6 separate regions of the Mus musculus genome follow, and regions 1, 2, 3, 4 and 5 are each linked to region 6. The links are chromatin contacts, called in public HiChIP or PLAC-seq and Micro-C maps. All regions are on one chromosome and are shown on one strand. The core of a region is the stretch at or near the end of the contact, and the rest is flanking DNA. Distances in the headings are between cores, read along the strand shown.

What was found. HiChIP or PLAC-seq counts read pairs in DNA pulled down with a chosen protein or histone mark. Hi-C and Micro-C count contacts between places; a contact is called where the count stands out from the background.
Region 1: an H3K4me3 HiChIP or PLAC-seq map of bone marrow-derived macrophages shows a contact between it and region 6, with 2.6 times the contacts expected there. The contact joins the enhancer-like site here to the promoter of Osbpl9 in region 6. A contact is called at or near these places in 5 of 39 promoter capture datasets (3T3-L1-derived adipocytes, the C10 cell line, hippocampal neurons and 1 more), 5 of 484 Hi-C or Micro-C datasets (cerebellum, cerebral cortex, cortical neurons and 1 more), 2 of 115 datasets of contacts at active chromatin or transcription factors (bone marrow-derived macrophages and forebrain) and 4 of 9 other capture datasets (adipose tissue, liver, macrophages and 1 more).
Region 2: a Micro-C map of the HL-1 cell line shows a contact between it and region 6, with 3 times the contacts expected there. The contact joins the enhancer-like site here to the promoter of Osbpl9 in region 6. A contact is called at or near these places in 5 of 39 promoter capture datasets (the 3T3-L1 cell line, the C10 cell line, liver and 1 more), 6 of 484 Hi-C or Micro-C datasets (the G1E-ER4 cell line, the HL-1 cell line, the HPC-7 cell line and 3 more) and 1 of 9 other capture datasets (liver).
Region 3: an H3K27ac HiChIP or PLAC-seq map of embryonic stem cells shows a contact between it and region 6, with 2.3 times the contacts expected there. The contact joins the promoter of Ttc39a here to the promoter of Osbpl9 in region 6. A contact is called at or near these places in 24 of 39 promoter capture datasets (the 3T3-L1 cell line, 3T3-L1-derived adipocytes, the C10 cell line and 16 more), 3 of 484 Hi-C or Micro-C datasets (embryonic fibroblasts, epidermal suprabasal cells and nephron progenitors), 6 of 115 datasets of contacts at active chromatin or transcription factors (bone marrow-derived macrophages, embryonic stem cells, extraembryonic endoderm stem cells and 2 more) and 4 of 9 other capture datasets (adipose tissue, liver, macrophages and 1 more).
Region 4: a CTCF HiChIP or PLAC-seq map of the NIH/3T3 cell line shows a contact between it and region 6, with 7 read pairs. The contact joins the promoter of 8030443G20Rik here to the promoter of Osbpl9 in region 6. A contact is called at or near these places in 4 of 39 promoter capture datasets (the C10 cell line, cranial neural crest, embryonic stem cells and 1 more) and 1 of 15 datasets of contacts at CTCF or cohesin (the NIH/3T3 cell line).
Region 5: a CTCF HiChIP or PLAC-seq map of the NIH/3T3 cell line shows a contact between it and region 6, with 10 read pairs. The contact joins the enhancer-like site here to the promoter of Osbpl9 in region 6. A contact is called at or near these places in 3 of 39 promoter capture datasets (liver and neutrophils), 1 of 15 datasets of contacts at CTCF or cohesin (the NIH/3T3 cell line) and 3 of 9 other capture datasets (adipose tissue, liver and pancreatic islet).

What each region holds. Positions count from the first base shown.
Region 1 is chr4:109,330,769-109,335,512 of GRCm38.p6, reverse strand. All of the region lies in intron 12 of Eps15 (epidermal growth factor receptor pathway substrate 15), which reads right to left. Among named protein-coding and RNA genes, the nearest start is that of Gm52702, 10 kb to the left of the region's middle. Within about 2 kb of position 2,197, at least 1 of the 459 cell types and tissues checked has an H3K27ac peak or open chromatin away from gene starts, as enhancers often do. A contact at or near this core is called in bone marrow-derived macrophages, where this site is marked.
Region 2 is chr4:109,430,096-109,434,706 of GRCm38.p6, reverse strand. It overlaps Ttc39a (tetratricopeptide repeat domain 39A), which reads right to left. Exons shown (of 18, transcript NM_153392.2): 9 at 3,743-3,851; 10 at 3,249-3,316; 11 at 3,109-3,168; 12 at 1,557-1,718. Among named protein-coding and RNA genes, the nearest start is that of Ttc39a, 25 kb to the right of the region's middle. Within about 2 kb of position 1,421, at least 73 of the 459 cell types and tissues checked have an H3K27ac peak or open chromatin away from gene starts, as enhancers often do. A contact at or near this core is called in the HL-1 cell line and liver, where this site is marked.
Region 3 is chr4:109,404,654-109,409,122 of GRCm38.p6, reverse strand. It overlaps Ttc39a (tetratricopeptide repeat domain 39A), which reads right to left and starts at 2,023. Exons shown (of 18, transcript NM_153392.2): 1 at 1,914-2,023. The coding sequence starts at 1,951. It overlaps Ttc39aos1 (Ttc39a opposite strand RNA 1), which reads left to right and starts at 2,866. Exons shown (of 4, transcript NR_131195.1): 1 at 2,866-3,397.
Region 4 is chr4:108,968,237-108,973,418 of GRCm38.p6, reverse strand. It overlaps 8030443G20Rik (RIKEN cDNA 8030443G20 gene), which reads left to right and starts at 1,342. Exons shown (of 6, transcript NR_040664.1): 1 at 1,342-1,440.
Region 5 is chr4:109,028,494-109,033,435 of GRCm38.p6, reverse strand. It overlaps Nrd1 (nardilysin, N-arginine dibasic convertase, NRD convertase 1), which reads right to left. Exons shown (of 31, transcript NM_146150.3): 7 at 4,563-4,685; 8 at 929-986; 9 at 73-146. Among named protein-coding and RNA genes, the nearest start is that of Mir761, 13 kb to the right of the region's middle. Within about 2 kb of position 2,990, at least 26 of the 459 cell types and tissues checked have an H3K27ac peak or open chromatin away from gene starts, as enhancers often do. A contact at or near this core is called in the NIH/3T3 cell line, where this site is marked.
Region 6 is chr4:109,198,857-109,203,791 of GRCm38.p6, reverse strand. It overlaps Osbpl9 (oxysterol binding protein-like 9), which reads left to right and starts at 1,520. Exons shown (of 24, transcript NM_001368727.1): 1 at 1,520-1,687. The coding sequence starts at 1,577. Gm46867 (a long non-coding RNA gene) reads right to left here and starts at 1,599. Exons shown (of 3, transcript XR_001784406.1): 1 at 1,543-1,599.

The sequences.
Region 1 (4,744 bases), core at 948-3,447, 130 kb before region 6:
ATGTTTTGTTTTTCAAACTCAGACTATAATACATCTTAAAATTTACTGCTTTATTGTAAGATACAACTGTCCTGTCCCTTAGTAAGCTATAACCACAAAATATATGTAATTAAAGATTTTTATCTAAAATCTATATATTAAAAACAAGTAAATCTTAATATATTTTATTTACTATATTCAAAAATATTACAGTATGTAATAAATCTAAAAAATGTTACTGAGATGTTTTATATTCCTTTCTGATACTTTGAAACCAAAACATTTTAAACCAACAGTACATCTTAACCTGGACCCGCCTATTCCAGTGTTTTCATTGGTGAGGCAGTCATTGATACCTCCTAGTGTTGGCGCATAGATGTGCTAGAAACAGATCAGACTGGATCATTTAAGTTAAAGAGCTCTACACTTAGTACTATAAGCAATGATCTCTTCAAATCTAATGGTTTTTAGTAGTAACTTAATAGAACTAAATTGAAAACATAATTTTAAAATTTTAAGATTCTAAGGCTCTCTTAAGAAAATCTTTCTTTGAGATAAGGTCTCACTATGTAGTCTAAACTGGCCTTGAACTTGTAATCAGCCTTTAGTGTGCTGGAATTACAGGCATAAGCATGATATACCACTTATGAAAGCTCAGGCTTAGACTATCCCTCATCAGTCTGCAGAAGGCCCTGACCTAGGTGCTGCAAAAGAACACAACAAAGCTCCTATGGGACGGTAGGACTCAGCCAGCTCCTGAGAGGTGGAAGAGAAGGTGGCAGAGATTGGGGCTAAAAGACGCATTTCTGGGGTATCAAAAGATGTTATTGTTTTAAATCGGTTCTTGAATACAAACAAGGTAGAAGCCTACACATTGAGGAACAGAATGGCATAGCATGACCATTCCTAAACCAATCCATTAGCCTCCATGGGAAATTGGCAAATCCTTCCCAACCTACCCCACCCTTGTGAGGCTCAGAAAGATGGCAAAGTCTTCCTCTAGTCCCCAATATTTACCACCTTCAGACTGCTCCACCAAGATTAGCTAGACCTGACTTCTGGTTCATCTGTATAAGATGATCTGCCTCCTTGTTCAGCTGTACATAATGAACCTGTCCCGTTATGTGGCTGAATGTAATGAGGTTACCTTCTATTCAACTGTTCATGATAAACACACTGAACTTCCTGGGCACTGTGGCTTCCTCATCCAAGAGCCCAGGCCACCCAATCCCAGTTTTTTAGTCTCTAGAGATCCCTCTATGTGTGTCTGTTCTTCATTTCCTCATGGTCTCAGGTAGGTCAATCTCTGGGACTGTGCAGATATGGTACTGACCATCTGGCTACAATGGTCCTGTTTGTCTTCATCTAGGAAAAATAATTCATTCAGTTATTCTAAATAGTTTTTATTGAGCAACTATTCAGAAAGCCTTTCGCTCTAAGGTATGAGCTGAGTATTGAGGACGATAACTAATAACCTATACTAACTTACCATAGTCTCAGCATCTGTATAATAGTGTTTGCATTTCTATTTAACAGACAAAGAAACTAAGATACTGACAGTTAAATCTGACCAAATCAGGATAGTGAGATGGCTGAGTGGGTAAAGACACTTGCGGCCTAGTGTAGCAAGATGAGTTTGATCTCCAGGACAAACATGGTGAAAGAAGAGAAAGACTCCTCCCACAAGTTGTCCTATGACCTCCATGTATACACACCACCCCACACACTAAATAAATGTGAAAAAACTAAAATGAAATTGACAAAATTATGCTGATAATCTAGAAATCTGGTTGAAAGTTCTACCACTGAAATTCTGTACTAGATGGCCTTGTCTGGAATAAGAGACAGGAGCTGGAAAGGTGGTTCCATGGGTCAAGGCACTCACCGCCAAGCCTCACAACCAGAGTTCTAGCCTTCAAGATGCCTTCTGACCTCCACCTATACTTTGTAGAATGCACACTTGTACACATGTACACACACTTGTACCTCATGCCTCCACTGTATAAGTAATTTAAAAATTGTTAAATCAAGATAAATCCTCTTCCTCTTCAGGGATGTTGCAAGAATTCAACAAAAAATTTACATAAAGTGGATGCAGCACAATTCCCAGTAACTATTATAATTACCTATCTTGTTTATTGGCCTAAAAGTAGGATAATAGGACTGGCAGGATATGACTTTTACTTCCTATGTTTTTGCTAAAAGGACAGACAAGCAGGAAGTAGAATCTAGCAGATGTCAAAATATTACCTCCTGCCTCAGCATAAATTATCATGACCACGCTATACAAGTGATCAAAATAGCCTCCGTTTCTTGCACCTTTCTGACTTCAAGAACTTCTTAGGGGGTTGGAAAGATGGTTCAATGGTTAAGAGCAAAAGCTGCTCTTGCTAAGGACCTGAGTTCCCTTCACAGTACCCACAATTGCCTATAACTCCAGCCTCACCAGGATCCTACACTTTTGGCTACCACAGGCAACTGATTCACAAGTACATATCCCACCCCATATACACACATAATTTAAAAATAAAATAAATCTAAAGCAAAACAACCCCCCAGAACTTCTCTGAGGCTTTTACTTTCAAAGTAAAGATTCTTATGGACTCCATCAATAGCTTTTAAGAATTTGCTGAACACAGTAGTGCATACCTTTAACCCTACACTCAGGAGCAGAGGCAGGTAATATCTGTGAGTTTAAAGCCAGGCTGGTCTACATAGCAAGTTCTAGGCCAATTAGGGCTACACAGTGAGATAAAATAATTAAAATAAACAGGAACAGAAACAGAAAAAGAACAATTAGCAATCTAAAGATTTCAAAAATAATAAGAGCTGTTAAACATGGGTCATAAAGCATGGATAGATACTCACAGTGTTAAAGGTATGTCTAGGCAAATGAAAACAGTAAAATCCTAGGCAGTAAGTAATAAAAGAGGTGGCAGGCTGAGGTGCGGGGTAATAAGCCCACCTGCATCATGTGGTTAGAAGAAAGGAATTGGTACAGTTTGAATGTAAACGTCCTCATAGGCTGTTACGATTGAATGTATGGTCTTTAGATGGTATTGCTATTTGTGAGGCTGTGGGAAGTTTGGTGTGGCTGGAGAAGTAGGGTCACTAGGAGTGAGCTTTTGAAGATTAAAGCCCAGCCCCACTGCCAGTGTAGTCTCTGCTTTCTGGTCTGGCTGCTGTATGACAAGCTCTACAATGTATTCCTGCTTTGATGGATGGAGCCACTCCCACCATCCAGCTTGCTTTGTCATGATAGACTGAACTCTCTGAAACTGTGAACCAATGTAAATCCTTCCTCCCTTCAGTTACTTCTGTCACATTTCCTCACAGTTGTGGGGAGCCGCCCTCACATTCGCCTTACAAGATGGTGCTGACATCCTGTGTTCTAAGTGGTAAACAAATAATCTGCGCATGTGCCAAGGGTAGTTCTCCACTCCATGTGCTCTGCCTTCCCCGTGACGACAACTCGGCCGATGGGCTGCAGCCAATCAGGGAGTGACACGTCCTAGGCGGAGGATAATTCTCCTTAAAAGGGACGGGGTTTCACCATTCTCTCTCTTGCTCTTTCTTGCTTTTGCTCTTGCACTCTTGCGCTCTGGCTCCTAAAGATGTAAGCAATAGAGCTCTTGCTCTTGCTCTCTTGCTTTGGCTCTTGCTCTCTTGCTCTCTTGCTCTCTTGCTCTCTTGCTCTCTGGCTCCTGAAGATGTAAGCAATAAAGCTCTTGCTCTCTTGCTCTCTGGCTCCTAAAGATGTAAGCAATAAAGCTTTGCCGCAGAAGATTCCGGTTTGTTGTTGTTCTTCCTGGCCGGTCGCGAGAACGCGTGTAAGACACAGTGAGAAGAAAAGTGACTAATATAACAACAAAGAAGCAATGAGAGGTTACAGCACTCGCTTAGTGCTGAAGGTAGAAAGAGCAAATACAGTGTCTACTGTTCGGAAGATTTATAGTGTCACAGGAGACAGTGCAATGTGAGACGTGACTAAGAATGGCCAGGATGACAGGGGAAACTCTATGGGGTTTTTTCTGTTATTGTTTTTGAGTCAGGGTCTCTTTATGTAGCCCTGGCTATGCTGGAACTCTCTCTCTAGACCAGAGACAGGCTTTAAATTCAGAGATTCCCCCTACCTCTGCCTCCTGAGTGCTCAGATTAAAGGTGTACACCTCTGTGCTCTGCAGGGAGAACACCATGAAGAAAGCACCCTTCATACTTCAATCAAGGAAGAAAATGGGATCCAACTAAGAAATAAGGCTAGGGAGTTACTGGGGGGTTTGGGCAGCACATCCTACATCAACTAGAAGTCCTGGGAATTAAACATCTTCATCTCTAAAACAATGAAAGGGCCAGTGAGGTGGCACAATGGGTAAGACACTTCCCACCAAGCCTGACAATCTAAGTTTGATCTCCTGGACCCACCTGCTGGAAGGAGAAATGACTCCAGAAGGTTGTGCTATTGCCTTTACATGAATACCACAGCACATTCCCATATGTGTGCACACACAAATACACAAATAAAATAAATAAATGGTAAAAAAAAAAACCAACTTGAATAAGGATGGAATCTTCCATCATAGACTAATTTAGTAAAGTCATATATACTGTTTAAATTCTTTGTTTCATAGTCATACACATTCATTCTAATGTATTGTAAAAACTCAAAGGGACAGATTCTCAAGAGAAAAACTTTGTACAGGACAAAATGTATATTCACAATAATGAGACTATATATATAATGAAATATCTTAAAGACTTGGTGATC
Region 2 (4,611 bases), core at 172-2,671, 230 kb before region 6:
CCATGAAGAGATATCACTTCAAAAAATAAGATAGAGAGCAAGAGAGAATGACATCTGGAAGCCAGTGTCTGGCCTCCTTCACAGATTCATGTGCCAAATATATGTTCTAGCACACACAAAAAATGAGTTATTGAATAGTAGCTCATTTTTCATATTAACTATGGGAGATAGTTAATACATGGTCTCATATAGGCAAGGGGAACACATAGTCCATGAGTCACATGACGGGACAAGGGGATAGGGACAGAAGGAAATCAGTAAGCCACAGGAGAATGTGGGACATGACAGCTGGACATGGTGGCACAAGCTTTTAATCCCAGCCATTGCCTTGATCCAGATGGGGGTGGGGTGGGAGTGGGGCTCCACCTGTAGCCCACAGCAGTCCTTCAAGACATATATGGCCTACCTCTTGACTGTACCCCATGTTGTCCCTGACTGGGGAGTTTTTTCACTGAAAGTCATCAAACATGGTATATCTTCTGTTCTTCATGGCTCTGTGCCTTCAGTGTCTTCTCTTTGTTCTCTCTGTATCCTGGCCTAGGCCTGCCACCGAGAGTGCCCAGCAAGCACAAGAATTCAAGGTCCTTTCTGCCCCCGCTATAATAAAGCTCGAAGGACCTGTCAGGCTTTCCATGACCTGCCCCAAACACAGGATCGTCTGATGGCATCTCTTCCCCATCCCTCCATAGACCCTCTGGGCTTTTGCCTGTGAAGACTTTCTCTTACGGCCTCCCTGCCCCCACCCTGACAGACCTCTTCCACTCACTGACAACCAGGAGTCAGGCTGGAGTATGCAGTGACTCATTTACAGTCAAGTCATCCAGGGACATCGGGTAGACCACAGTCACTTCTGATCCAAGGCCTTCTCCCTGGTGTCAGCTGTTTGCCCTCTCATTCCACAAATGTTTACCTCACTGCAGTAGGAAACCCAGGCTGTGCCAGGCACACAGTACCTGTCAGCTTCCAGCAAGTGGCTTCTGGCATCCGGCCTCACTTTCATACCACAGCCCTTACCCAGTGGACACAGAGCCTCTCGGGAGTACCCGAGCCCTGAGCCCGTGCATTTCTTGCTCTGGGCTTTCACCCTCCCTGGCTCCCCTTCAAAGGTTTTACCTTCTTAGGCCTACTTGGAGCCCTTTGATTTAAAACACATAAAGTGTAAACAATGTGTTGGTGATGTGTCCATGTGGCTGGTGGCTGCCACACTGGGGTAGCACAGAAGAAAGACACCCCTGCCACAGTAGCCAGTGTGATTAGACAGCACTTGCTAGACATGTGATAGGTAGATACGCTGACACTTCGGAGTTGGAGGGGTGTAACTCGGGAAGCAGGGGATGCTTAGCGTGGATAGACAGGGCCCTGGATCAATCCCCAGCACCAAGTCCAGTTTCTCTGCTGGTCACAGCTTTTCCCTCCTCCCAACCCTGAGTCCTGTTCAAACATTTGGTTCTGTTTAGATGCCAGGGGACAAATCTGTGTTCAGTCAGGGGTTTGGCCCTTAGCTCCGAGGCTCCATGGCTTATCGGGGCGACCCCTGACCCACAGTGTCAGCTTACCTTGGACCAGGAGTTCTCCTTGCTCAGCAGGTCGGCGTAGAAGTAGGCCATTTTCCACTGGCCCTTGTAGGTAAAGCACCACATCAGCTCCCAGTAGCACATGTGGTGAAACTGCTTCCAGTGCTGCTGGGCCTCGCAGCACTCCTCAAACCGCCGGACAGCCTGGGACAAGCAGAGGTCAGCTCAGGGAGGCCCACCGGACCCCCATAGGACAGCCTGGGACAAGCACAGGCCAGCTTAGGGAGGCCCAGTGGGCCCCCATAGGACAGCCTGGGACAAGCAGAGGCCAGCTTAGGGAGGCCCAGCGGGCCCCCATAGGACAGCCTGGGACAAGCACAGGCCAGCTCAGGGAGGCCCCACCTGGCCCCACAGCCCACAGCAGGGATGGCCTCCCCCAAGGCACGGGCGTCTGGAAGCCAGGGAATCTGGCTTCCTGTACTGGCGCGACACTAAGCCTCATTGACGATCCATGATGCTTGCCCCCTCGTATGGATTCTAGAGATCTGGTCCCTGAGTGAGAGCTCCGAGCAGAGCACACTGGGGGAGGGGACAGAAGGTACAAGCTGTTGAGGCTGTAATTCTCCCATCCCTGTGTGCACGTGGGCATGGATGTGGGTGGAGCCAACCCCAAGCACCTTTCCTCAGGAGCTATCCATCTTTATCTTGAGACAGGGTTTCTCGCTGAGACCTGGGGTTCCCCGATTAGGCTAGGCTGGCTGGTCAACAAACCTCATGCCACCATGTCTGGCTTTTTCACATGGGTGCTGGGGACTAAACTCAGGTCTTATCCTTTTGTGCCAAGCAGCTTACCAACTGGGCCATCCATCCAGTCCCAGAAGGTGTTAATATACTAATACAATAATGTCTGGACCTCAGAAAGAACACCAAAGAGTCCAGTAGTTTCCATGGTTACTCACAGCCAGGGATTTATCCTGCGAGGGCTCGCTGGAGATTTCCAGGACTCTGGAATGTAGCCTTCTATATTGGCATAGTTCTCTGAGCTTTGCCATGGCTGTGACCTTCCCTGTCTCTAGCTCAGTGGTTCTCACCCTTACTAATGCTGTGACCTTTTAATACAGTTCCTCGTGTTGTAGTGATTCCCAACCATACAATTATTTTCATTGCTACTTCATAACTGTAATTTTGTTACTGTTGTGAACTGTAAATATCTAAAGTTTTCTTCTGATGGTCTTAGGTGACTCCCGTGAAAGGGTCATTTGGCCCCAAAAGGGTCATGACCCACAGGTTGAAAAACATTGCCCAATCCCTTTCCATGGCCCTTTCTCCTCCTTCCTCACTCCCACCCCTACCCTATTCACCGAATCCAGCCTAGTCACCCATGCCCCGGGGGGACAGCAGCTTTTCCTGATCAGGAATGTCAGAATCCTATATCTTCCTATCAAAAGGCACCTCTCTCCTCCCAGACCACCTCTGACAGAATGCTTCTCCTACCCCTGCCCCTTCCTGGGCTCACCCTATCCCCGAGTATGGCCTCTATGTATCTAACGTCTTGCTGGGCTGGGATACCCCAAGAAAGCCCCACATCACTCACAGCATCAATATTTCCTTTGATAGCTTCAATCCGCCCAGCAAAGAACAGGAAGATGGCGCCCTGCAATGATACTCGTGAGGATCCGGGTGGGTCCACTGGGTACTGGTGGGGTGGGAGTGCCCAGCAGGGACTGGTCTCACCTTGGGGTATCGGTTCAGGTAGGGCTTCAGCAGCTTCTCTGCCTCCTCGATGTTGACATTCCCAGTACCTGGAGGTGGCAGGGAGGTACATTGCTCGGGTAACCGTTGCTGGGGCCTGCGCTCCCTCTAACAACCTGCCAAAGCCTTCTTGGGGCCTCTGCCTTTCCCTTGTGGGATGGTACAATGATTCCTCCTATCTCTAGAGTGATAGGAGGCTTAAACAAGCTAATGTGGATACTGCCGGGTCACATCACAGGCTCAATAATCTGGAGGCCACTTTTCAGTCTGCACCCAGGAGGGACAGCATCTTCATACTTTCCACAAGGTGGCGCAATCGCCCCCATTTCACAGATGGAACCCACAGAGAGAGGAAATTGCTGTTCAGTAAGCCAGATGCAGGCTGCAGACCTGGCTCGGCCCCAGTCCTGCGTGCCTGAGCAGGGTGTGCAGCCTCTCACCCGGGAGCCCGCCCTCTTGCACACTGGGCCTCCTACCGAGCACGAAGGTGAGGAAGGTGTGATAACACAGCAACAGCATGACGCACAGCACTGCACGGAAGCTGTGTCCGGTTGCGCCCTCCTCCAGCTGCAGCAGCCCATAGTCCTGGGGACAAGAAGAGAGGCTGGCAGTCATGAGACCCCCATGAGGGGGTCAAGAGTGCGTGCAGGTGGAGCGATGGGGAGGGGAGAAGGAATAGCTTGAGGAAAATAACCCTAACCACAATCTGGTACTGATGGTTCCAGAAGCCTGGGGCCTTGAAAGGCTTGCTGGGGGAGAATGTTCCAGAACATCTCTGTGACCAGACCTAACCTGTGTGTGTAGTCTCCATCTTCTCAAATATAGGCCTGGCCTGCCTCAAACCCTCCACAGCTTCTCTGCTGGGGGAATTGCTGCGCCCGAACAGGCTAGGGTTGACCTTCCCACCTGAGACCTCCCTATCCAACTGCCTGCTCTAGGGAGCAACACACGGGGCCCTGAAGCCTCCAGCTGTGGGGGTTTCCCAGGGCCAAGGATGGGGCTCACACAACTCAGCTCTCACCCACAACGAGAAGCGAAACAGGCAGAGCCGTGGCCAACCTTATCGCTATTTTTTCTTCTTCTTTTTTAAGATTTATTTACTATATAGCACACTACATGCATGTATGTATGCACACCAGAAGAGGGCACCAGATTTCATTATAGATGGCTATGAGCCACCATGTGATTGTTGAGAATTGAACTCAGGACCTCTGGAAGAGCAGTCAGTGCTCTTAACCTCTGAGCCATCTCTCCAGCCCCTTCTGAAGACTGTTATGTGTCATGCTTTGTGTTTGTTTGTTGAGAAAGGGTCTCACCAAGTATATCTAATAACTGCCCTGAAACT
Region 3 (4,469 bases), core at 774-3,273, 200 kb before region 6:
GATGCCCTCTTCTGCCTACATAACTTAAAAATCAAAATGCCTTAGAATTATTTACCATTCTTCTGAAGCCTTAAAAACATTTCACACACACATACTCACACACACTCACACACACACACACACACACATTGTTTTGTTTTGTTTTGTTTTGAAACAGAGTTTCTCTGTGTAGCCCTGGCTGTCCTGGAACTCACTCTGTAGACCAGGCTGGTCTTGCACTCAGAAAGAAATCCACCTGCCTCTGCCTCCCAAGTGCTGGGACTAAAGGTGTGTGCCACCACTGCCCTGCACATTTCACATTTCACATTTGTTAACTGGGCATGGTAGCACATGCCTGTAGTCCCAGCTGGTGGGAGGTAGGGATGGGACCATGAGGAGTTCAAAGGTCATCCTTGGGTACACAAAGAGTACACCAGCAGCCTGGGCTACAGGAGACCCTGTCTTAACCCACCCTGTCCCCACTGCCAAGAAAGTATTGTTATATGGTAGATAAAACTTTATTACAGTTATACCCAGACAAGATCTGAGTGTTTGTTGAGACTAAGTGTCTACAGATGGAAGCGGGATTTGCTTCTACTTTGGTTTTCTTCTCAAATCCCACAAGGATGGCACTGACCAGAAGCAGGGGACTGGACAAATGGGCCTGTGTGAGCACAAAGATTGGGCCCTCACAGGCATACAGGAACACAGATGTTCTGTTTTTTGTTAGAACTTTGTGCTTACTGGCCTGGAGGCTGGGAGCAGAGTTAGAGGTACCCAGGGTTCTTCCAGGGACTCAGGCACAGCTGTGGTATATAGGCAAGAGGGACGAGTCTGGCTTTCAGCCAGCAAGTCTGGGTTTGTGGATGGAAGCCTTGTTCCATGTCTGCCTTTTCTCCTGAAAACCACGCTTCTAATACTGAAGGGTGGTGTTCGGACAGGGCTGCGCAGAAAGGTAGTCAGCCAAGCTCCGGAGCTTTCAACCCTCAGCAGGAAGAGCGTAGCTAACCCAGCCTCTCTGTGTTTTCCAAAGCAGGAACCAGAAGTCAGGGAGGTTTGGTCAAATGCCTTGACCAAAATTATACAACAGAAAATGATTAGGGGAAAACTTAACAGGTGACTTCCTCCAGCCACGATGTTCCTCAGCACCGAGCTACCATTCTCTCAGACCCACACTAGAGGCTTCCAGCTGGCTGGTGGTTTCTCTCCTCCCTGTTCATCTGTCAGGCCTCAGGCCCTTGGCAAATATTGTCACTAGTCTGAGTCTCCAGGTAGGGCAGGCACCCCTCCCAGCTCACCTGAGCAGGATCTCTCTCTGCCCAGCAACCTCCCAGCAGCCTAGGATCCCAGCAACTGCCCCCTAAGCACTGAAACCCAAACACAGCAGAGCTGCTGACTATCTCCAGACAGCAACTGGCAGTGCCCGGGATCAACCTAGGGGGTCTGACTGTGACTTTGGAGGGGTGGGGGTGGGGCTGGCCAAGACAGCCATGTTGATAGTGACAGCACCCACCTTGACAACCTAGGTTCCTGGTACACCCAATACCCTGGGCCCGAGCACACTTAGAGCCCTTCAAATACCCCAAATATCCCTAAAGGGGATGTCACCAGACAGAGCTGTGTTCAAATCTCACTTTCCACTCTTACCTCCTGGATAATCAAAGTCACTTAAGAGCTATGCCTCAGTTTTCTCATCTGTAAAGAAGGGTGATCGTAACAAGGCCCACCCCATGGGTATAGACTCCATGAGGAGGGAGAGAAAGTTGGGACCCAGAAGGCCTGTGACTGAGCCAGGGTCCCCAGGAGGCAGCGGGGCGCGGGCTGCAGGCTGCGCAGCGGCTGGAGCCGCAGTGCGGTCCCGGGGCTCCTCCTAGGAGGCCCCCGCAGCGTTCGCCCTGCACGGCCCGCGCCCCGAGGCGGCCTCCGCCACTCACCCCGCCGGCAGGTCGCCCGGGCCGCTGGCCGTGGTCATCGCTGCGCGCGCCGGACGCCAGGCGCAGCCCAGGTGCTGCGGCCGGATCCCAGCGACGCGGCGGCCGGGGAGGGGCGCGCCGGGGGGCGGGGAAGGCGACGGGGCCGGGCCGGTCTCGGGCTGCCCACCCGCGCAGTGGGACCATGGCCGCGCCCGCGCAGCGCAGCGCCCGCCCCTGGCGCTGGCCAGGTGGGACCCGGGCGCTCAAGGTCGGCACAGCCTGGCCTTGGAGCATCGGCGCAGACATGGACCGGAGCTGCCAACACCTCCACCCACTCGGGCTGGGAAATTCTCCACCTTCCCTAGGCCTCAGCTCCCGGCCCCACACCTGAGATCTCGCGGTCCAGCCTCACTGCCGGGCCATGTTAGCGGAGAAAGCCTAGCTTCTGCAGACAGGCGTGGACATTCATTCTAACCGCTTGCCCAAACGGGGCCAGTGTTTTGCAAGAGACCAGAAGGCGGGAAAGCGGGCGGGTTAGCACGCACCGCTAGCAGGCAGCTCACACTCTCCTTCTCAAACAATCCCTAAAATTGCCATTTTTTTTTTTTTCAGATGCGAAAACTCGAGCGGTTGAGTTCATGTGACCTGTGTAGAGCCACTCTACAGTAAGTGGCCAGCAGGAACTGCAACTTAGCCCTCCTAACTCCAAAGCTCACACTCAGCCCCTTCTCCCTTTGGCCCCCTCCTCTCTCACTTCCAGAGTGAGTGGTCCATCCCCCAGATGCCCACTTTGCACTTAGACCTGAGACAGGTTCCGAAGAAGCCCACATGATCTTCTAGCAGAGAGCCCTGGCCCATTAAGAGTTAACCGGCCACTACCTCTGGGCCCCAGATGCTCTGGTGACTCATCATAACACGTGGCTGCCATTAGATTAGAGCTGTCCCTTTAGAAAGGCAAGGGACAGGAGGAGGGATTGGCCCTGAGCTCCAGGATGTCAGAAGAGGAAGCAAAAAAGAGCAGCCTGCAAATGCAGCCATGGTGGGAAGGACTTGGATCAGATCCCAGAGGAGCCAGGCAACTTGAGTTTAGGAATAGGGAGAAATGTCTGGGGGATTGCTGCTCTCATCAAGATAACTGCCTGGAAAGACTGTGAGTTGTTTGTTGTTCTTTTTAAAAATATTTTTATGTGTATTAGAGTTTTGCCTGCAGCTATGCCAGAGTGAAAGTGACACATCCCCTGGAGCTGGAGTTACAGACATTGTGAGGCGCCATGTAGGTGCTGGGAATTGAACCTCTGTCCTCTGGAAGAGCAGCCAATGCTCTTGACTGCTGAGCTATTTCCCAGGATGTCCTTATGCTGCTCTGTGTGAGCAGAGGCCAGGCACTGCTATGTGGAAACTATCCCAACTTTGGTAGCCTCACATATGGGCTTGAAAAGACGATGATGGGAACCTGACCACAACAGCATGTACCAGCAACCATTATTTAAGGAACCCAGACGAGGGTGAGTATGTTGGGGAAGGGGGAAGGGGGGGGGAAGGGTCTGTCCGGAGCAGATGGGAGCTGAGCCTTGAGAAGTGCGTTAATGAAGCTGGGAGCAGGTGTGCTCCATGAGGGACCAATATAGACAAAGGCACAGGAGTGGGTAAGGGCACACTGATGAATGCTGGGGTCTGTGGTTCTGAAGAGAACAGTGTAGAGACGAGTGAGTCCTAGGTGATGAGGCTGAAGCCTGTCGCACGCCCCACACAGTCATGTCCTCGGGCATTTGTACATGCTGTTTCTTTTGCCTAGGACACACACTCCTTCCTGGTCACATAATTCATCCATGGAACCAGGGATGGAGCCAACAGCTTATCACTGAAAGGTCTCTCTTCAAAAGAAAAAACAGTCCTTCACAACACTACACACTTGTAACACGTGGGAGGTAGAGGCAGAAGGTGCAGGAGCTCAAAGTTATCCTTAGCTAAGGCTAAGGGCTTCCAGGCTAGCTAGGCTATATGAGAAATGGACAGACAGGGACTGGAGAGATGACTCAGTGGTTAAGAGCACTGGCTGCTCTTACAAAGGTCCTGAGTTCAAATTGCAGCAACCACATGGTGGCTCACAACCACCCGTAATGAGATCTGATGCCCCCTTCTGGTGCTGTCTGAAGACAGCTACAGTGTACTTAGGTATAATAATAAATAAATCTCTGGGCCAGAGTGAGCAGGGCCAACCGGAGCTAGCGGGGCCAATTGGAGTGAGCAGAGGTCCTAAATTCAATACTCAACAACCACATGAAGGCTCACAACCATCTGTACAGCTACAGTGTACTCACATACATAAAATAAATAAATAAATAAATAAATCCTTTAAAAAAAGAAATGGACAGACAGCATGAAAGGTAGCACGGGGGATAGGTAGACACAACAGATTGCTAAAGTAAAAAAATTCAGGGCCTTGTTGGAATGACAGAAGAGGCCAGGTAAGTGGTCCTGAAGCAACTAAGCTCCATTAGTTCTGATTCTACTTAGCCTGGCTAAAAAAAATTCTATTTTTATTAAGAACTTGTATCAGTTCAGATGTCACCTCTC
Region 4 (5,182 bases), core at 93-2,592, 230 kb after region 6:
TTCCGATCCTCACTCTCAGCCTGCTTGTCACCTCAGCCTGAAATGCTTCTTATTCTCCCTATTCACTTCTTCCCATCCACCAACGCTTAAGCTCAAGTCTATGTTCACAAGCATCTCTTTAGAAATTCTCTTAGCTTTTGAAGTGATATCTCTTCCTTGGGCTCTGAGGAAAGCAGTTCTCTCAGCACTGCTTCCCAAAAGGAATGATGTTCATGAAAAACAGGGTCTTTAACAAGCTGATGTCATCTTAGTAACCCCGAGGGCTGAGGTCACTAATGTCCTGATTCTGATTCCTGATGCTACGGTTGTGAGCGTCTGGTGTTTGTGACACTGAGACTTTATGTGGTTTGGGCACTATAAATGTATAGCAGTGACAGGGGTCTTATTTGGGGTGTTGAGGGAGGGAGGTGTGTTTCCAATTCTTCTCTCTCTCAATCTCTCTCTCTCTTTTTTGTTTTGTTTTGTTTTTGTTTTTTTTGAGACAGGGTTTCTCTGTATAGCCCTGGCTGTCCTGGAACTCACTTTGTAGACCAGGCTGGCCTCGAACTTAGAAATCGACCTGCCTCTGCCTCCCGAGTGCTAGGATTAAAGGCGTGCGCCACCACTGCCTGGCAATTCTTCTCTTCTTGAAGGGCTTCATTCAGTCAAGAAACACAGTTTGAACAGAGACTTATTCAGCACAGTAGCAGATATCTGTTTAGGAGAGAAGCATAAGCTTAGTCTGTAATGCTAGGCAAACCAAGCACGAAGAGGCCTGAAGTGGGCTGCCCCACAGAGAGAAGCATCAGGGTGGCTACTGCATTGTGGATTTTAAAGTGATTATATAAATATTTATGAGGTGGGTAGCATATTCATGTGGTAGGTAGGTGATGCTTATTCTGTCCCAAATTGTGGTGGACCAGTTTTTCCTTTTAGGTATTTTCCACCATGATTCCTACCAAGGGGGTGTGGCTGTCAAAACCATAACGAAAGTGATAGAATAATGAACTTAGGTCTTTTGAGGATTCAGACCCACCGATAGAGTACTCGTGGTGTCTTGGCTTCTGTGAGAAGAACCTAACGATCTTCAAGGATATGTAACAACAAAGGGACATTTCTGTTAGCAGATGTGTCAGCAGGATGTAATTACAGTTTGCCTTGGTTACCTCCTATCTTCCTTTACCCCCACCTATTTAGACAGGAACAGTGTCCTTCCTGGCATGGGTGGAAGCTTTCTTGGAAGCTGTCCTTGCAATTTAGCTGTGATTAGCTATAATAGATACAATCATACACGCAAGGACTGTGATGCCTTAAATATGCACTTGGGCTGCAGGGTGGGGGACGCTGTCTTGGGAGCCAGTTAGAGCCTTCCAAGACAGGTGGAACAATCCTCTTATCTGGTCAGCTTGGCTGTCTCATGCCCGCTGCAAGCCCTTTATTTCTCGCCCCGACTGTTCCCAGGTACACTTGTATTAACTTTAACATTCCTTTGAACCATAATATTTTGCTATCGCTGTGTTTTCCTTTGGTTTCTGTTGTGAGGAAAGGGGAGAAGTGGGTTTATTTAGCTTGACTGTTTACAAGGAAATGCACACAAGGAAACAGTTAAACTAAATATATGTTTACAGGGCATCAAGGAAAGCCAAAGCAGGAACCTGATAACGTGAACGGAAGCAGAGACCATGGAGGAAGACCGCTCCCTGCAGTCCCTGCTTGCTTCCCTGCCTTGCTCAGTCTGCAGTATATTTTTATACAACACAGGATCATCTGCCCACTCACAGAGGGCTAGACCCTCCCAAACCAATAATTCATCAAGAAAATACCCGATAGACTGGCTGACAGGCTAATCTGATGGGTATAATATTTCAGTTGGGGTTCCATTTTCCCAGGTGACTCTGATTAGTGTCAAGTTAGTAGAAGCACTCACAGTGACAGTTGCCCTTGAATTTCTGTTAACAAATGGGTAAAACATGGAATAGTCAAAACAATGTTTGATGAACAGTTTTAATTGTTTCGTGTGGTTCCTTGAAAGGGACCACATATTTTAGTACTCTGAGAAGCCTGTCAAAGAGTTTTTCACTAGACTACTCAGCTTGTGTATTATTGACTCTCAGCCAGCTGACACAGTCTTTATTTTCTTGCTGACCAAGACCTGGGGCTTGTTTACCGGTTCCATTGTGATGACTCATTAAGTCTGAGGCAATAAGAACCAAGGAATGTGTGACCCTGTGATGGACTGAGCTGTGCCACCCAACAAATTCATGTGTTCATATCCTAACCCCAGATGACTATCGTGGGAGGTAGGATCTTTGAGAACGCAATCAAGGCAAACAAGGTCACAAGGATGAGGCTCCAATCCTTCACGACCATGTTCTTATGAGAACAGGCAGAAACAATTTTGGCACTAGAAACTGAGCCCATCATAACCACATATTCAATAGATTACTGAACGCTAGCCACCCATTCTGGAATGAGGTTGAACTTTTTTTCTTTTTTGGAACAGGGTCCCGTGTATCCCAGGCCTGCCTCAAACTCCCTAAATAGCTGAGGCTGGCCTAGCTTATAGAGTGCTGAAGTCCAAACCCAGGGTGTCAGACATTTTAGGTGTTTGGTTTTGGACCCTGTGAAAAGGAACCGGGGTGTGCATCTTACATATCAAAGCAGACCTGGCCTCCAGGTTCTCCCAACATCCCTCAACCTGGCATATCCTGCCCCAAACCCTGAACTTTCCAGCCCAGAGGCTGGGCTGCCCTTGCCCCAGAGACTCTTCTCTATATAATCCAGACATTTTCGTTCTGCTCTCTCTCCTTTCTCTTTCTCACTATCCCCCTTCCTCCCTCCCTCCCTTCCTCTCCTCTTTTCTATTTCTCTTCTCTCTCAGAACATATGCCCTTTTCTCTCTTTCTCCCTCCCCTTCCCCATACCCCTTCCCCCCTGGTGACTTCCTGCCCTCGGTCCTTGGGGCCAGTGAACTGGCTTGCTGAAGAGCAGCTTCCCAATAAACCTGCTTTTAATATAACCTAATCTGGCTTGACTTGGCTCATTTCACAGTTGGTGAAGAAATAACCTATCACTAGGTACACACTCTACCAACTGAGCTACATTCCCAGTCTCTTATTTAAAATGTTTATTGTAAAATATATTAAAAAGTCTACAAAATATGAGGTCATGTTAAAAAAATAATAATCAGCAGATACTTGTAAATCTAGCACTAGGGATATAAAGACAGAAGATAAGGAGCTCAAGGCAAGCCTCGGCTACATAGGGAGTTCTAGGCTAGCCTAGGCTACATGAGACCCTGTCTCAGGGGGAAAAAACTCATAAAGAGTGATCAAAAAATAAGTGTTTCCATAAATAGCATTGGTGAAAAATAGGATATTGTCATACAAATGGAGTCTCCCATGGGACTCATTTTTCTGTATATTTCCCTCCCCACAGAGTCATAATAATTTTATAGTAATAATTCCCCTGCTTTTCTTTATATGATCTATGTACCCCTAGACAATATTGTATTAGTCAGGATCCTGGCAGGAGACAGATGATACACTCAAATTAGGATAATTTTAGCAGAGTTAAAGAAACTATTTACGAGAGTGCCAGCAGGATATGATAAGATCCTAAGAATAAATTGCTTTTCTGGAGCTGATAACAGTGTTCTTATCTCTAGGTTTAAGGGGAGAGAATAGAGAACAGGGAGGCAGAGGGGAGGGAAGGAAGTGTACTGGAAATCAGAGACACAGTGGGTTGTGGCAGGAGGGACAGCTGATAGGAGCTGAGACTCACAAGGACAGGGAAGAGCTACACTACAGGAAGGCGCAGTAAAGGACCAGAGAATAACAGCCAACCCTGCCACCCTTTGGAACTTCAGCCTTCCGGGCTCCTTCCCAGGAGATAAACCTAACCAAACCAGAGTCAGAAACCAAAGGAGGCTACTGATGGAAATCTCTGCCTTCCTGGAACCAAAGAAGTATGGCGAGTGAATCCGGAGAGACAAGTGCAGGACAACTAGTGAATGAATGAATACATCTTCATTTCTGTGACCTGTCTCTGGGACCCGTTCACTACAGGAGTTCAAACATATAGCTACATAGTTCATACTCAGTTCTGTATAATAGTCCCCTATGTGAACTGCTTAGCCATTCTGTAGCTGAAGGACCTTTGGGCCCCTTCTAGCTTTCTAATATTTGGAACCAATGTTGCTGTGGACTTCCTAATGTAGATTCCTTGGTACAGGAGTACAAGTTATGTATGCAATTGTTATAACTGCACAAACAACTGAGATAAGTCTTAAACACATCCATACTTGAAATTTGTATACAGTATAAGGTTGGAATGAAAGTTAATTTTCCCATACTAATAATCAATTATTGAATAGTGTTATTTTTTCACAATTGATCTACAAATACTTTCTATGATATAAATTTTGTTTTTTTGTTTGTTTGTTTGGTTGGTTTTTTGGTTTTTTGTTTTTTGTTTTTTGTTTTTTTTTTTTTTTGAGACAAGGTTTCTCTGTATAGCCCTGGCTGTCCTGGAACTCACTTTGTAGACCAGGCTGGCCTCGGACTCAGAAATCCGCCTGCCTCTGCCTCCCGAGTGCTGGGATCAAAGGCGTGCGTCACCACGCCCGGCATAAATTTTGACCTTATTTTGCATCAGGCTTTTTTAAATATAGATTCTTTGCCTATTTTTCTATACTTTTGACAAAAAAATAGGAAATCTTACTTATTTAGTTCTATGACAGACCTTGGTATCTCTATTCCTACTTCTTATGTAGGCCCTAGTCTTGGTCCTTACAGGAATAAGCTAGGCTCCATGAAAGTGCCTATTTGAAATTAATGACAATCAAATTGGATCCAGGTATAAATTTGAGGCTGTTTGGTATTTATTAAGTATTTTTATTTTAAAATATAAAAATACATTATTTAAAAATAAGAGGACACAATTAAAGTAAAAAATTTGTGAAAATATGCCACTATTACCAATGACATAGCAGAATATGACTTTTTCTCCTCGTCTTCTGGTGGGTCCTGGGGGTTGAACCCAGGCTCTTGTGAGTGCTGAGCAGGTGCTGCACTGTTGAGCTACATTCCACACCCCTAGATCTTTTTTCTAATCTTATAATAATTGACAATTTATAACAATCTACAACTATAACACATCTTCCGTGATGGCCCAATTTTCCATTGTCTAAGCCTTTAATCTC
Region 5 (4,942 bases), core at 1,741-4,240, 170 kb after region 6:
AACTGGCAGTCTTAAGTTTTAGGAAAGGTACTAAAGTTATTTCAAGCAATTTTAAGCCTTCAATTCACAAACCTCTATAAAGTTTGTTAAATGCTGGTGTGTCAAAAGGATCCGTTAAATGGCTAAAGTTTGGTTTAGGTAGCCCACTGAAAATAAAACAAACACATTAAGATTAAATTAGGAACAGCCTTTATGAATAATATCATTAGGGGTGCTTCACTGACTGACATCCATAAACAATCCACCCTGCGCAGTGCTGGCTAAGAGAAGTCTCAGCATGACCATAGAGTGATCCTGACTACAGTCCATTTTTTGTCGGCATCCAAGGGACCCTGCCCTAATATTTACAGCCTCTCTCCGTGCCATTTACTCATGGCTCTCCTCCTGTAAGAGGGACTTTTAGGTAGTAAAGCTGTCCTAGAAATAATACTTTTTAAATGTAACAACTATATGTGGAGTGATAAGATATACAAACTACTTCTTCAACGGGAAAAACAGTCCACATTCCAAACAACTGACAAAAGAGAAGAATAAATGCCTTTCTAAACAGAATTCATTTAGAGAGGTGGGTGCACGTGACATGCTCTCCAATACGGTCCTCTCATATAACAGTTCCAAATGCCCTGGACAGTAACAGAAAAACAAACAATAAATGTAAAAACAAACAAAAATCTTCAAAAGTATTGCTTAATATAAATTTATAAGCATGCAATTTTTGAACTATAGAAATTATGGAAAAATGTTCCTATCTTAGCTTTTCTACTCAAAAGTAATATGATCTTGACTAAGTTAGTAAACTTCCTTAGGTCTTAGTATTACAACCTTTGAAAAAAACAAAAACAAGAACAAAAATACCTTTGGGACTTACACAAAAAGGTGTGCCCTTTAACTGTGGAGACATGTAACTTACAGAAAGCAACTGTCTTACTTGTTTGGTATCTGAGAGAAGATCTCCGTCACCCACTTTTCCAAAGTGTCCAGGGTTTCTTGAAGAACGATGAGGGGAAGGGGTGTGGAAGAACAGGACACACAATCGTTAGTCAGTGGAGAAAACTGTGGCCACACTGGAGGTTGTCTTTTATACACTTGTGAATGAGGCTAACATCGACTGCTATTAACCTAGCAGAAGTACCTACCGGGAAAGCTATCCGGGAAGGCTATCAACAGAGAAGAAAAACCGTACCACACCCACAGTTTTGCTAGACTCTAACTGCCCACTGACAAGGTTAGAAAAGGCACACAAGGTTTTGCTAGTGACAAACCATGTGATTATCATGAGAGAACTCTTGAGCTTAATTCCCAGTAATTTGAAGAAAAGAAACTAAAGGCAAAATTAAAAAAAAAAAAAAAAAGACTAATCAAGTTTTGAATTTAAGCCAAACTTTACTTACACAGATAGTTCACTTGTTGTTAGATTTGTGCGTGTGTGTGTGTGTGTGCGTGTGTGTGTGTGTGTGTGTGCGTGTGTGCGTGTGTGTGTGTGTGTGTGTACCACTGTGCATGTGAGGAGTTCAGAGGACAATTTGCAGGAATACCTTGTTTATCCCCAGGATTAAAATCAAGGAGTCGTACTTAGAAGCAAGCACCTTAATCTGCTAAAGTATTTGTCAGCTCTATTTAAGTATTTGATGTTGTGATGTGTTGTGATGTGATGTGTGTACAAGTAGGGTCCAAAGGTTGATATTTGCTGTCTCCCTCAATCGTTCTCCGCTTTTTAATTCTTCTCTCATATATTATATCCCAAATACCTTTTTTTTAAAGTTACTCCTAAATACCTGCAAAAACCTACTTTTAATTACATTTGTTTGTGTGTGAAGTCACCATGTAGATGCTGTAGACTGAACTCATACTTGGTCTTACCTGCCAAACCATCTCACTAGTCCTTCCTCCTCAATATTCTCTACACGGCCTCTGGAACCTGGAGCTTGCTAACTCAGCTAGCCCGGCTAGCCAGCAAGTCTGAGGGATCCGCCCTCTCTGCCTCCCCAGAGCTGGGGTGGCACGTGCCATAGGTGCTGGAGTCTGAACTCAGATCCTCATGCCTGTGAAACAAGCTCTTCAGGAACTGAGCCATCCATCTCCTCAGACCCAGAAATTTGACTTTTAAGTAGCATAAAAAGAGAAATTCTCAAAATCAAAAAACTCTAGATTATATGTGATCTCATCACAATTCTATTGTTTATTTTAGAATTTGACAATAAGACTTAGGAGACTAAGGTAGGTGAATCTCTCTGAGTTCAGGGCAGGCCAAGTCTATACAGCAAGTTGAGGGATACAAAGAGACCCTGTCTCAAAAACAAACAAAAATCTGCACCAGTATCAATCACTGTATCAAACAGGAAAAGATCACAAAGGGACAAACACCAGAGTGAATAAAACTTCATATGCATGAAGTAATTTGCAACAATTTATAAATTAACCTCTATACTAAAAATAAGCAATGCCTGCTACAACAATATAAATGCAATTTAGAATCACATTTTTGGATTAATTTTGAAAAATGAAAACTGTTTCATATGTTATCAGCTTTGTTTGATCTCAATTTTGAAGAGGTTGGGTCAAAATTTTATAGAACGGAGAATGATATTTGGTGAGAGGAGAAGAGAAGAAACATGCAAACTATAATGTCAAAAGGAATTGTTTAACACGTGATTATTAGGACATCTACAAAAGGTTAAACCCCCAAGACAACAGAAGTTACTGGAGTCTCCTCAGTGAGTCACTAAGATAATCAGGACATGGAAGGAGCAGAGATGCTCTTCAGTCTTGACATTTAGAATGCTTCTATCATTGCTACAGGATTGCTCTTAATTATCTTATAGGACCTTTATATAGGGATGAACAAACAGCTTGCCCTGTAAGTTTATGAGCAATATAAATATAAAACCACAAATATGAATCATCTGAAAAGAAAACACAACAGCTGAGCTAGGTGTGGTGGCACATGCCTGAAATCCCAGAAGGTCAAGGCTACATGAGCCCCTGTCTCAACCACACATGACCTCTGAGTAGTACACCAGTATACTCATACGCACTTGAAGTTAGTCCATAAATGACCTATTTCTGTGAGAGATGATTTGTATGAGATGATCTACGTTTCTGTGAACTTTGCCATTACTTTGTAACATATTCATTTCCTTCCATTTTTAAGAAATATTTGTATTTATGTATAGTGGTGTGTGTGTGTGTTGTATGTGTTGTGTGGTATGTGTATTAGTGTTGGGGTGCTGGTGGAGACCAGAAGAAGATGTGCGATCCCCTAGAGTTGTAAATATAGGCAGTTGTTAGGCACCCATCACGGATGCTAAGAACCAAAGTCTGGCTCACTGCAAGCAGAGCAAGCACTCTGCTGAGTCATCTCTCTAGCTCCAGTTTGTAATTTGCCAGATAATAGAGTAACAATATGCCATAGTGACTCAAACATCCTATGAAAGTAGAACAGTTGATCTTTGAACAACATGTGGGAATATTGACCCCTGGGGCAGTAAATACACACCCTCACACACAAACACACACCCTCACACACACACCCTCACACACACACACCCTCACACACACACACCCTCACACACACACACACACACACCCTCACATACACACACCCTCACACACACACACACACCCTCACACACACACACACCCTCACACACACACACACCCTCTCACACACACACACACACACACACACACACACACACCCTCACACACACACCCTCACCCATACACACACCCTCACACACATACACCCTCACCCATACACACACCCTCACACACACACACACCCTCACACACACACCCTCACACACACACACCCTCATCTCTATGGGACTATATGTGCATGCTCTATGATTGTGCATGTGTACATGCATGTGTTCATATGTATGGAAGCCAGAGGTCAAATGTCCTTCTCAATTGTTTTCCATCTCATTTTTGACTATCCCAAAAATTGACTAACAGCCAGATCTTCACAAAAGCCATATCAGTAACATAAACTACCTATTGACATGTACTTTAGATTTCATACACATTATATACGGTGAAGACTGTTCAAGTACTGAGACCTTTTTAAAAGAAAAAAAAAAAGCCTACAATACAGTTGACTAGAGCAGACTAACTCTCCGTGTGGACATGATCAGCAGCTTCATGCAGATGTCACAACAGTGGAGAAGGATAAGAAACGATGTCAGTACTAATTGACTACCATTCATTCCATGTAGTTATGCTTTAATACATTTGCGTCTGTTTACATTTCTCTCTGCTGTAAATGATGCAATGTGTTTATCCAGGTTTAGATTAAATGTATACTTTATAGATTTGTGTATATTTTATGGTAATAAATAAAATAAAATATTATGTACATGTATTTTATGTATTCATGTCATCTAGCTTTTTCTTAAATTTTTTTTCTTTCTAGGCTATGTGTTTCATCTGTAAGGTTTTCTAAAATGCTGCAAAATTTCAAAAATAAACTGCATCTGAATGGACTCTTGCTACTCAAGACCTGTTAATCAAGGGCAAATGATACTTCAGAGTAACTCTAGGGGTGTAACAGATAACACTACCTTTGGACTGAACAACTAAGGTCATGTAATGAGCAGAGTAGTAGCGCATCCAGAATTCTCTCAGTCTGGCATGTGTATCAATGTTATTCTTCTTTGGTTCATGCTTGAGTGTCTCAGCATTTCCTATAAAAAATTTAAAACATTAAAAATTATAGAAGTAACTGTTAAAGGTCTTCTACACCAACAATGAGTTTTCTACAAGCTTAGAAAACCTATGAAATTACCCAAGTGACATGTAGTAATAGCATAAGCCAGGAGACAATTCTGAAATAGACACATAGGGATTGATGGTTGGAAAAAACCTCAACAACTGACAGTAATTGCCTAAAGTTCCTTTCTTGATAGTCTAGTATTAAATTGGTTTTCCCCTCTGAATTATT
Region 6 (4,935 bases), core at 271-2,770:
CTAGCAAGTCCATTACTTCACTGGCATTAGGGCCTATTCTTTCCAGATTTTGGCATACACAGAAGACTAGCTAGCTGAGACATCCAATTACTAGTTTCTTGGATTTTCTATGCATAGGCAGCCATTGTTGTCTTTGCTTAATCACATCCTGTAATAAATCCCACTCTGTGTGTGTGTGTATATCTATCGATCTCTCTATATATACACAAATATATTCATTCTGTAAGTATTTTTACTCTAAAGATCCCTGACTAATATAGCAGGGGTAGAATGTTCTCCTGGCATGCACAAAGCCCTAGATTTTTCTCTACAGTAAAACAACAAAACAAAACAAGAAGTATATGAGTTCTTTTTGCCTGCATGCATATCTGTGTACTACATACATGTCTGGGGCCAGGGAGGCCAAAAGAGGATCACTGGGTTCTTCTTCCCCTTCTTTTTCTAGATTTATTTATTTATTTTATGTATGTGAGTACACAGTTGGTCTTCAGACACACCAGAAGAGGGAATCAGATCTCATTACAAATGGTTGTGAGCCACCCTGTGGTTGCTGGGAATTGAACTCAGGACCTCTGCAAGAGCAGTCAGTGCTTACCCGATGATGAGCCATCTCTCCAGCTTTCCCAATCACTAGGTTCTTAAATATAGAATTCTTTGGCCAGGTGTGGTGGCTCTCACCTTTAACCCAAGCCCAGAAGCAGACAGATCTCTGTGAGTTAGAGGACAGCCTGGTCTACCTATATATAGCAAATACCAGAACAGCCAAGGCTGCAAAAGAGACTCTGTCTCCAAAAAAAAAAAAAAAAAAAAAAAAAAACAAAAAACCCAACAAAACTTATGTTACAATTTAAAAAAAAGTTTTATGTAGCACCCACTACTCTCAAACTCATTATGTAGTCAAGGATTATCTTGAACTTACAAAAAAAAAATTTAGTTTTAGTTATATGTACTTTAGTGAGTATGTCTGAGTGGGGTGGGAATATTTGCTCCTAAGTGCTGGTACCCTCAGTTCTGATGGCCTGGAGTTACAGGCAGTTGTGTGCTCCCCTACCCTCCAGATCCTCTTGAAGATGTTTTTCTCTTATTCTCTCTGTCTGTCTGTCTCTCCCTCCCTCCCTTACACCCACCTCTAAACCCCCCTCCCCTCCGTCTCTCTGTCCCCCCACTCCCCTTTTCTCCTTCTCTCCTTTTTTTCTTTTCTTTTTTTTGTCAGTCTTACTTAGCTGAGTCTGGCTTTGAACTACCGATCCTCTGGTCTCCCAAGTGCTGGGATTACAGGTATCCACCTTCACGCCTGTTTTGGATAAATAATCTAAATATTCACGCTCGCTTTCTCAGTTTTCTGCCTCCATAACAGCCCGCCCTATACACAATAGGCGAAGAGAGAAAGAAACAAAGCATGCTTGACTAGGATTGCCAGGGGCGTGGGTCCACCAGCTGCACAGAGGAGCCGCACCTGGCCCCGCCCACTCACGCCCTGGTCCCGCCTAGGCTCTCGGAGACCCCGCCCCCTGCATGCCGAATGCCATATAGGCGACTGACGTCAGGCCGTTTGTTGTCATTGGCGGCTCCCAAGATGGCGTCCATCGTGGAAGGGCCGCTGAGCAAATGGACTAACGTGATGAAGGGATGGCAGTATCGTTGGTTCGTGCTGGACTACAATGCAGGGCTGCTCTCCTACTACACGGTGAGTGGCTGAGGCCGCGCTGCTGGGACGGCGAGCTACGCGGAGCCGGGGCGGGGGTGCTCCGCTGAGAGACCGCCGTACGCGAGGTTCCCTTGTGGAGGAGGGCTTTGCGTGCGGGTAGCCAATGACCAGAAGGGAGATGCGGACCCAGCCAGTGAGCAGCGCCGGCCGGCTGATTTATGGGCCGGGGGCGAGCCGGGTGTCTCAGGGAGTGGTTCTGTGACTAGGTAGGGTCTGCGCTGAGACGAGGTACGGGTGGGCGTAGTCCCGGTGTGGCAGGTCAGCCTAGCTGTCCACACTGTGCGTCTCTCCTGTCCCCAGCCCGGGCACTGGCCGCACCCCTTAGCTTCCCTCCAGGGCTCGAAGAGCGCTGCCTTCTCGGAGCAGTGGTCAGAGGAACCTGGCCAGGTCCAAAGGTGACCCGCGTCCACACCGTGGGCTCTGAAATCCCATCAGTCTGTCCAGCAAGGCTGTCCTACTGTGGGGATGCACCCCTCTTTCCAGCGGGGCACGAGTGTAACGGACTCCGTAACTTTTGAGAGCAGAGGATTCCCTCTGCGCGAGTCTTCTGGTTGCGGAGATGTAGAAAGAGATGGTGCAGTTGCCCTGAAAGTTGTGTTCTGGAGAGGACCGACTTCGCTGTTGTTGACGCGAGTTAGTGGCCCAGGGTAGGTAGATGAAATGCTGTGGAGCCTATGTTCTGACCGCCTCTTCCACCTCCTTCGCATTAGAAATGGAAGGTGGGCGGTGTTGGAGAAATTACTAACGGGGCCACTTTCTTTGAGCTGTATTGTTAATAATAGCCCGTGAGAAGAAGAAAAGCACCCAGAAGGACAAAATATAGAATGTCTTGAAGGCTTTAGAAAATGATAGAAGAAAAACGAAGAAATACGATTATGGGAGAAGAGTTAGTGTGGATGAGGGAAGTAGGGACACATAGTTATTCATTCATTTAAAAATATCATTGAGTTCCTGTCCTGCGGGTCTTCATTCCAGCAAGAATCGACAGCTGTGTAGACGCTGCCTCTCTTCTCGAGCTTTTAGTGTAGTCTAGTGGGCACCTTAATTCATTTACTCTTAATAAATTTGCAAGGTAGGTATTCATTATTCCCATTTAATGCTCCCATTTTACAGTTTTGGAATCTGAGACTCCAGGCTTTTAAGTAATTAGCTCAAGATCACATACACAGCTGTAAGTGGTGGAGTCAGGCTTCCCATTAAATTTCTCTTTTGCTACAGGAAGTAGAAAAGTACATGCTGTTAGGCAGGTCTGCCAAACTACAAGCGTTGGTCACCTTTATCATTCTTTGGATATGAACTTATGTTCTCTGTGTCTTTATTATTTTTATTTTTGATGGAGCCCAGGGCCTCGAAAATGCTAGGTCAACACTTTACCACTGACCCACATTCCTAGCCTCTCTTCTACGTAATTTTTAAAGGATCAAATTTTAATGAGACACAAACATATTGTTCAAAGCTGAATACAGTAGCTTGTATATGTAGCCTCTTAATTTTAAGGTCAAGCCAGGTCAGTGTACCTAAAGAGACCCTGTCTCAAAACAAAACAAACAACACCCCAAAACAAACAAAACCAAAAAACAACCCCCAACCAAATATATTAAAAAACAAAAAACACACACACATCATACTATGTCAGATGGAAAAGGAACAACTACACATTTTATCTTGAAAAACTGAAGAATTATGAAATCCCACGACTAAGATAAATAAAGAATAATATCAAATTTCACTAAATGTGATAATCAGCAAACTCTATGGATCCTAGCCAGCATATTCATGATGGAGTAATTAGTAGCACTGTAGAATTAAGTTACTCTTCAAATCCCAAAATTTGTGTGGTCTGAGTCTAGGGCCATCCTAGAGTTAAAATTCTAGGGAGCCCTTAGCCCAGATAAAAATATCCTTTTTCCTTGTTTTCTTTCTTTCCTGATTTTTTTTTTAAATCTTTTATGTCTTCTTGTCCTGTAGATTTAGAGAGTTTGAACTCCTTGTCCTTCTGACTAAATAGAAGTTTTTCATAGACGTCTTTCTTCTTCCTTAATACCTGCCTTCTGAGATTAGATTCTCTAAAGCATTATCTTTGTCAGAGGAAGAGGGGATCATATTTCTCAATGATGGCTGTTTTAAAACATTTCTCCTGTTGTTTACTTACAGGGAATTGTACTATCTTGTGAAGCTAGAGTGGTAATCACAAGGAGAGAGTAGGAGTCGGATTGAAGGTAGGCAGTGAGTTCTGTCACAGTTTGAGTGCATTAGCGTTCTGATGGGTCTATCTGTAATTTGCGTGTAGCTAATTTTTACAGCCACACCTTCTAGTAAGAATATCTGAACTGGTTGTGCCAAATTTTTTTTCTAATGCATTTAATTTTCAAAGAATAAAACACTCAGACAGTTTAAATACAAGCTCAGCAGAGTGACTCTCAGTCAGTCAGCGATGGTGCCATTGAGTGTTCTAGTTTCTTTTCCTCTTTTCCAAGAGGAAGAAGGCTCTGACACTTTCTCCATATTTAAATTTCTTATCCGCAATAGAATCTGCATTTCTTGTGGACGCAAGGACTTCTCTGCATCTGTGTCAGGAATTTCAAGTCCCAGTTCGTCCTCCATGACATCGACACTTGGTTCTTTATAAATTTACTGAGAGAGCTTTTCTGGGTCAGTCTCAACATAGAGTTTCAAGACAAACAGCCTGTGCTTCTTGATTCCCTCTAAGTCAGGGGGGTTCGTACTGGTGGTACTAGTGTGTGACCCTCCCAGGCACCTACGCTTTCAAGCACTGGGCTGGCTGCAGAGCCCTGAGCTTGGTTTAGTTTCCCACAGGGCACAGAGTTGTGCCAAGTGGCTGTTTCAAGGCCAGTGTTGGAAGCTGGAGTAGTGTTCGAAGGCCAAGGGCAGGCAGCAGATATAGGCGAAAAGGACATAAGCTGACATGGCCACACCAACCCAGGACATACTTGCCAATTGTGCCACATTTAATCAAGGTAGCAAATAGTCTCTTTGTTCCTTGTTTCCAAAATTACTTAAGATCTAGTCTGGCTCTGTGGTTGTTGATTCCTTCCATGTTGTTCCAGAAAATTCTAAATTAAACTAGATTATCCTTGCTTTAGAGTCAGCCTCTACTGAGAATCACCATTAAGTCTCAGGACTGAGCTAGAGTCGCTGGGACTGAACTGAAATACGTTCAGCCAAGCCTTTTTTTCAGCTTAGAGCTTCATGAAAATTTACCAAAC